2 separate regions of the Mus musculus genome follow, and region 2 is linked to region 1. Evidence: chromatin contacts called from public HiChIP or PLAC-seq data. All regions are on one chromosome and are shown on one strand. The core of a region is the stretch at or near the end of the contact, and the rest is flanking DNA. Distances in the headings are between cores, read along the strand shown. Region 1 overlaps Ahi1 (Abelson helper integration site 1). Region 2 holds the start of Hbs1l (Hbs1-like (S. cerevisiae)).

Region 1 (3,400 bases), core at 575-3,074:
TGACTTTTCTTAGAACATAATCGGCTAGGAAACAATGGGCAGACCCACCACTCATTTGAATCTGCTGATTAGATAAGAAAGGTTTGCATTCATGATCTATCCTCTGGAAACACTGGGATGAATTTAATAATCATGGGGATTACCATGCATAGGTTGGAAAAATGTTATTAAAAACTAAGAAATGACATATACAATATATTACAAATTATCAGCAGAGTTAAAATAATTAATGAATTATAATACCATTATTAAAATTAATTACTATAATAAATGGAGGCTAAATCTGAATACTTAACTAGTAGATTAACATCAATCGCTGGTTACTTACTTAAATGTTCTCCTGGGAAGTGAAACAGTAACTCACACTCTTAATGTACAACAGCTCAAACTCAAGTTTTAGAGATTCCAAATACAAAGGAAAACCTAACAAGTGAAGTCTCAGGATTTGGGGAAGGAAATACAAACTATGACCCATTGAAGGACAATCCAAGCAACAAATATCCAAGCATGACCAGAGAACTCCGAGTACGAAATCCGTCATTCTCAGTTCTCTCGTGCTGACTGCTGATCAGAAACAGGAAAAGAACGGTGTGGACAGCAGCTTCGGAAGGGATTCTTCATCTCTGCTGGACTTGAGAGATGACAGAATCTAATCTAATTAAATTCATTTAATTAGATGAGATGGCATGACCAGCTGTCTAACACATGCATTTATTCATCCTGACCTCATTTTTATAACTTAAAAAATACTGCTAATTATTTATGAGCTACTATTGTTGTATTAATGCTAAAAAATTAAAACAGTACTCCCTACATTTTATCAATCATTTTATAATTGATTTCACCTTGCATGCTACCATAACAGATCTCTAGAATCATCATTGAGCAGCAAGAAAACCAGGCTTGCTAGCCTCTACTAACTGTATGAACGTCTTCACAGGCTGTCCCTGCTCCTCAAATTTAAAGCTCTTCTCTTTTAGTATGCACTAACTTAAAAAAAAAAAAAAACACCTCAGTTCAAAAATCACTGAATATTTAAATATTTCTTGTCTTTTTCTATCAACAACAAAACCTGCTGATTCTCTGAGGGTAAGCTCCAAAATCTAATTATTTTAATAATTAAAGGAGACTCAAACCCAGGGCCCCAAGCACGCCAACCGCACCAGACACGCACGGTCAGCTACCAAGTCACCCCAGATTTTTAGTTTTTTTTTTTTAATAATTGCAACATTTATTATTATTTATCCTTTTATTGATTGTGTGTGAATTTCTCATCATGCACCCAACCCCACTCATCTCTCTGTCCACTGATATCTGCTCTCCACCCTTGCAACTCGCCCCCCAAAACCAAAACTAAAACCAAAGAAACTGCACTATCCGACAGTACATCCTTTTGTCCTCATATCTTTCCTTGCAAATGTTTATTGCAGTGAGTCACTGGTCTGGTTCGAGGCCTCTGGCTTCTGCTACACTATCAATACTGGATCCCTACCAGCCTCCTCTCTGATATCTTGTTGCTCTGAGTCATGGAGATCCTGCGGCTTTGGAGGTGCAGGACCAGTTTCTTCACGCAGTGCATAGATGGGGTAGATAATGGCATGGGGCCAACTCAAAGCCCTGGATCTGGGCTTGGGTGGTATCGAGGCTGGTCAGCTCACCAGTTCTTCCACACCCACACAACCAGAGCCAGCTCTCCAGCACTGCCTGGACTATCACCCAATGCCAAAGCCAACAATGGGCAGGCAGGGCCAGCTCTCCTGCCAAAGCCAACAATGGGTAGGCAGGGCCAGCTCTCCCGCTCTCATACCCTCAGGCTGGCCCACCTGCACCCACACCACTAGGGCAGCTCTATTCTGCTGCCCAGGACAGGTGCAGGGCAAGCTCTCCTGAGTGCTGTGGCCAGCAAAGGGGAGGCATCTCTCCCTTGCCCACACCACCACATTGCAGGCTAGGGAGCTTTAGATTTTCATCTCAGCAAGCAGCACCATCATACTGTTTGGCTAACTGCAAACTGATTAGAAGGTAAAATAGTTTAGTGACTTACTGAGCAATAAAGGCAGGATTAATCCCTAATCTGAAACGGTCTCTTCTACATAGCACGGCCTCTATTAGCCAACAAATGTAACAAAATCTTTAATAACAAAATGCCTTTCTCCTGTTTTGATGCTACCTATTATAGAAAGACACTTTCTTAAGAGGGAACAGAGTTGGGTTACAAGAAACACCTTGTATTCTTCTTCACGCTTCTTGCGTTGTTTCTGAAGACAGCAAACCCAAGAGATGCTTGCAAAGAGTGTTTTGTTGGGTGGTCATCTGAGGGGCAAAGCGTGATCCTGCCAACCCGTGTACTCATAACAGATCTTGACATGCTACCTCAGTTTTTATGTCTGTTTTGATCTTAATACCACATCCCAAAGATGACCTCAAGTTGGCACTTGGAGAGAAAGCTAAAGTCTCAACAGTCCGTGGCTCCCCTCACCGTGCCCTCCGAGTGCTTCTCCACACCGTGTTCACTGTCCTTCACACCCTTTCTCTCCGTAACAGCTCACCGAGCCAGGTCTTAAGTAAGGTTTTCTCCATTATTTGTCTACAATGATTTCAAATGAGGATGGGGAAGTCTCGAATAGCCTCATGCTATTTAATCTCAAGACATTTTGCATATTTCAAAGGCAAGAGTATTTTTATGACCCAAACAATGCTCTGAAGTGAGAAATTCAGGTGCTTCTAGCTAGAGCGAGGATGCCAGCTGCCCAGGCAAAGGGAAATTAGGAATCAGATCAAAGACACCAAAGACCAAGTCTTTGTCACCATGATGAAGGTGCTGAATTCAGAGAAGTATTTAAAAAAAAAGTCTTTCAAAATCCATACATTAAAAGCATTTGATTCTTTTAACACACTAAAGTACAATTAAAGATATCTGCTTACAGAAAAAAAAATCAGTTCATTCTGGAGATTATCTTTGATCTATGACAATTAACTAATTTTTCTCATTTATCTCACCACTGAATTGAAATTTTGGAATTTTGAAAAGTCTGAAATCAGAATTCAATAGACACTCTTTTTCAATTAACAGTTTCAAGTTCGTTAAGTAGCACTAGGAAGACTGTGCCAACTCTGATGGCTGAGGGAAGTCTTTGAAGCTTAATTTGCTTTCCTTACAATGGAAACCCCCTTTTAAACATCAGCTGTGTTTATTGAGTCATTCTATTTCCTAATTTTTGCCAAAATGTATTTTTCCTTTGAGACACAAGAATCATCATGTTTCCAGCTTAGATGTAATACAAACTCAAGTTTATAATTAAAAAGATACGAAGATTAAATGAACAAAGTTACTTTATCTTGCTTGACCTATCTATTTAATCTGAATTACATTTAATTTAGAGAAATGATATGAATAAAA
Region 2 (3,400 bases), core at 646-3,145, 270 kb before region 1:
CAGGCCTGCCAGCCCATCATCTGGTACTTGGGAGACAGAATCAGAGGCAGAAAGATTATGTTCATCACCCTTGGCTATACCGCGATGACAAGTCCAACAGGGGCTACATGAAACTGTCTCAAAACAAAAACCTATAGATAGAGGCAGTCCTGAAAAGTACTTGGAATTAAACGGTAAAGTAACGCAGGTGTTACACAGAGGAGCCAACAGGTTTTTTGTCCACAGACTAACTCTAATGAAATTAGAATACTTTTGTGAAGTTTTAATTACTGAAAGCCCAAAAGGAAGCCTAACTGGGAAGAAGAAAATGGAAAATGAACTTTTATGAACAGGAAGGGAGGAACATCCCAAGACAGGCTACGCTTGCTTATGATGTCACTGATTGTTACAAAGGAATCAAACCTGACCTCAGGTAGCCAAGGTAAGAAGGTATTCGGCACTCAGAGGCTACACAGAAATCCCAGCCCTTCCCTTCTAATTTAGACCCTCTCTTTTGCATCGTTTCTATATTACTGTCATCACACTGTGGAATCTCTCATGCTTTAACCAGCTGTTACTGTAAACAGTCCTCATGTGTTAAGCAGTACCCTTAAATAGTCAATTATCACTGGCTGAGGAAATATATTGGTAATAAATGTCCCTTATTTCACAGCTACACAATCTCTTCCAGACTAAAGTCATTTCTTAGTGGTAGTGGTCCACCAGGCCTTTTATACAGACACTATGTATTCTTACAGTGAATGCCTGCCAAGTAAGATATTCCAGGCAGACTGGGTCAAAGTCTCCAGATGCAGCCCAGGTTGTTGGTTGGTCAAACCTGTTGAGGACACTGAAGCTCACAATCCCCCCAAAGGGGGTGTTAATAACAACCGCCTGCGTAAACATTGCATCTTCTCCATTTTAAAAAGCAGCAGGTCTTTAGGATTCTTGCATCACTTTACATTTGTGTTTATTTTTAGCTTCTGTGATGCTAAATGATGCTTATTATCATCCACTCAATGCCAACAAACTGCGAGTCCCTTTTTCATGACCTCCCCGCTGGTGTTATTTTTCCATTTCCTTTTTAAAATCAATCTACATTAAGCACTGTTTGCCAATAACTGAATTTATACACCTGAACATCAGCAAATCGACCCAATTTCTTGAGCCCTTTTAAACAAGAATCTTTTCTGTTTCTCACGTCCCCAGTTTTGAAATCCGTTGGAAAAAAATGGAGCAGTCAAAAACGCAGGGACACGGGGACAACGAAATAAATCTGACGTTTGTAGTAGGCCGGCCGCAGGTAAGCGCTAAGCCAGCCTCTTTTCTAACTACGGCCTCGTGGGCTTGTCTGAAGGAGGGCTTATGAGACAGACGTCAGGAACTCATTGCGGGATCCCCGCAGGAAACAGGGAAAGAAGAGGTGACGCTTGGATACGAACAGCATCGGATCCCGACCTCGCCACACCTATGGGCCCTGGAGATGCTACACCCCTGCCCGGTCGGTGAACTAGCTCAGCTAGGAGGCAGACAACACGCCGGCTTCCTCCCCGGGTGTTCCTCTCAGGTCCTGCTCGCTCTCCGCCCGCTCCCTCTCCGCCGAAGATCCCATTGCGAGCGTGGCTCCGGGGTCCATGCTCGATTCCAGGGAGATGTAAAGCGGCCATGGAGACAGCTGGAAGAGCTAAGGTCACGGCCGGCGCGGCCTTACCACCCACCTTCATCGTAGTTATATCCCCGGACGTTCCGATGCCGGGCCATCGCGCACAGACGGCGCCTGCCGCCGTCCCTTCCAGAAAAACTCGGCTCAGAAACCGACGAGGCGCAGACCGCGGGCGGAACACCTCTGCCGCGCCATCTTGTCTTCCGCCAGGCCTCTGCGCCGAGCGTCCGCGCATGCGCGACGTCATACCTGCGCACTTGGCGACGGCAAGCTCTCGGGGTCACTGCGGGCCTCCCGGGAACGCGTGCGCGCTCGCGAACTGGCGGGGGGGGGGGGGGGGCGAGGTCCCGCCCACAAGCGAATTGACTGACGTGGACTTCAAGGCCAGAAATGAAGCAACCAGAGGGTTGTTGAGCGGGATCCTTCACCTACACCGGTTTTCAGGATTATTTCCCAACTTTGGTTTTTGATCATCTGAAAAGCTGCCTATTTCGCTCAGTAAAAACAAGGACTTTGTTTCAGCTTTTAAGCCTTAGTAAACACTATAGGCAATCAATAAACGTGTAAATTTGGCATAATAATTAGTCCAAGCTGTAGAGGGAACTTTTTGAATGAGTAATTTTAGCTTTGAAATGTAGCCACACTGGGTCAATATGCTTCGCATGTAACTCATGGCTTCAGGTATGGGCTCCATATTAAATTCATTAACAGCTCTGGTAAACAACTGTCTGACCTTAGCTTTGTAAAATATTTCATTAGCACGAATTAATTAAGAAGGAAGCCTTAGACATTGATTGAATACATAAATATGTGAACTTGCTAAGGGTGTTTAGTACAGCTTTTCAGACACAGAACTAGCCTTGGGTGCTTATGATGTAATAATAACACATAAATCTATAACCTGTTATTAAACATCCTTGTTTCATACAACATAAGGCTAATAATGCTGTGTAAAAAACATCAACCTTATTATCACACTGAACAAACCATTTTATTGTAGCTTGTGCTTTCAATGCCAAGACCTGGAATCAAAGGCGAATGTCTAACACCACCTTACTCAGCTTTTCTAATCCACAACAATGAGGATAACACAAATTAAATCCATATTTGTAAAGGGCTCAGATTTGAGTTCTGACTGACTACCCAATGGTGTTCTTAACTCACAATGTTTCATATGGCTCCAAGGCAAAACTTTATAGACAAAAAAAAAAAAAAGTAGATGCTAATTTTATGATTTTTAAGTGTTTTATTTTATACCTTTAAATAATTTCCACATTGCAGCCTATTTCTTTGTAAGTGAAGATATTATCTTATACATTATCAAATTCATAAATAATATTTGCCCATGTAAGAGGACTTAGCACAGGACATTAAGTGCTAAAGAGTACTAAATGTGCTGGACCTGGTGGCTCAATTCCTTTAATCTTGGTACTCTGTAGACAGGGACAGGAGGACCAGGAATTCAAGGTCATCCTTGGCTACACAGGGAGTTCCAGGCCAACCAGCACTGTTGAGACCCTGTCTCAACGTCACGTACATAAAACTTAAAAACCAGGGTCAGCTTCTATCCCACTGTAAACGTGAATGCTGTTAATTACAAGTCACTGATGCGGCTATTGAAGTAAATGAGTTATAAACCGACCACATAACTAGTAGGGTGAATAAGAAAACAATCCTGCCTCAGACATGACACATAACTTGGGTGTGTGGACCAGTCTGTTCTGTATTGATTCCTGAAAATGGTATATTATTTACACT

What was found. HiChIP or PLAC-seq counts read pairs in DNA pulled down with a chosen protein or histone mark.
Region 2: an H3K4me3 HiChIP or PLAC-seq map of the SCID.adh cell line shows a contact between it and region 1, with 9 read pairs. The contact joins the promoter of Hbs1l here to the enhancer-like site in region 1. A contact is called at or near these places in 2 of 39 promoter capture datasets (both in embryonic stem cells), 15 of 115 datasets of contacts at active chromatin or transcription factors (the 230-238 cell line, the SCID.adh cell line, bone marrow-derived macrophages and 3 more) and 1 of 9 other capture datasets (embryonic stem cells).

What each region holds. Positions count from the first base shown.
Region 1 is chr10:21,021,640-21,025,039 of GRCm38.p6, reverse strand. The region is part of intron 18 of Ahi1 (Abelson helper integration site 1); the gene reads right to left. Among named protein-coding and RNA genes, the nearest start is that of Gm20149, 21 kb to the left of the region's middle. Within about 2 kb of position 1,824, at least 19 of the 459 cell types and tissues checked have an H3K27ac peak or open chromatin away from gene starts, as enhancers often do. A contact at or near this core is called in the SCID.adh cell line, where this site is marked.
Region 2 is chr10:21,294,474-21,297,873 of GRCm38.p6, reverse strand. It overlaps Hbs1l (Hbs1-like (S. cerevisiae)), which reads right to left and starts at 1,895. Exons shown (of 18, transcript NM_019702.2): 1 at 1,698-1,895. The coding sequence starts at 1,740.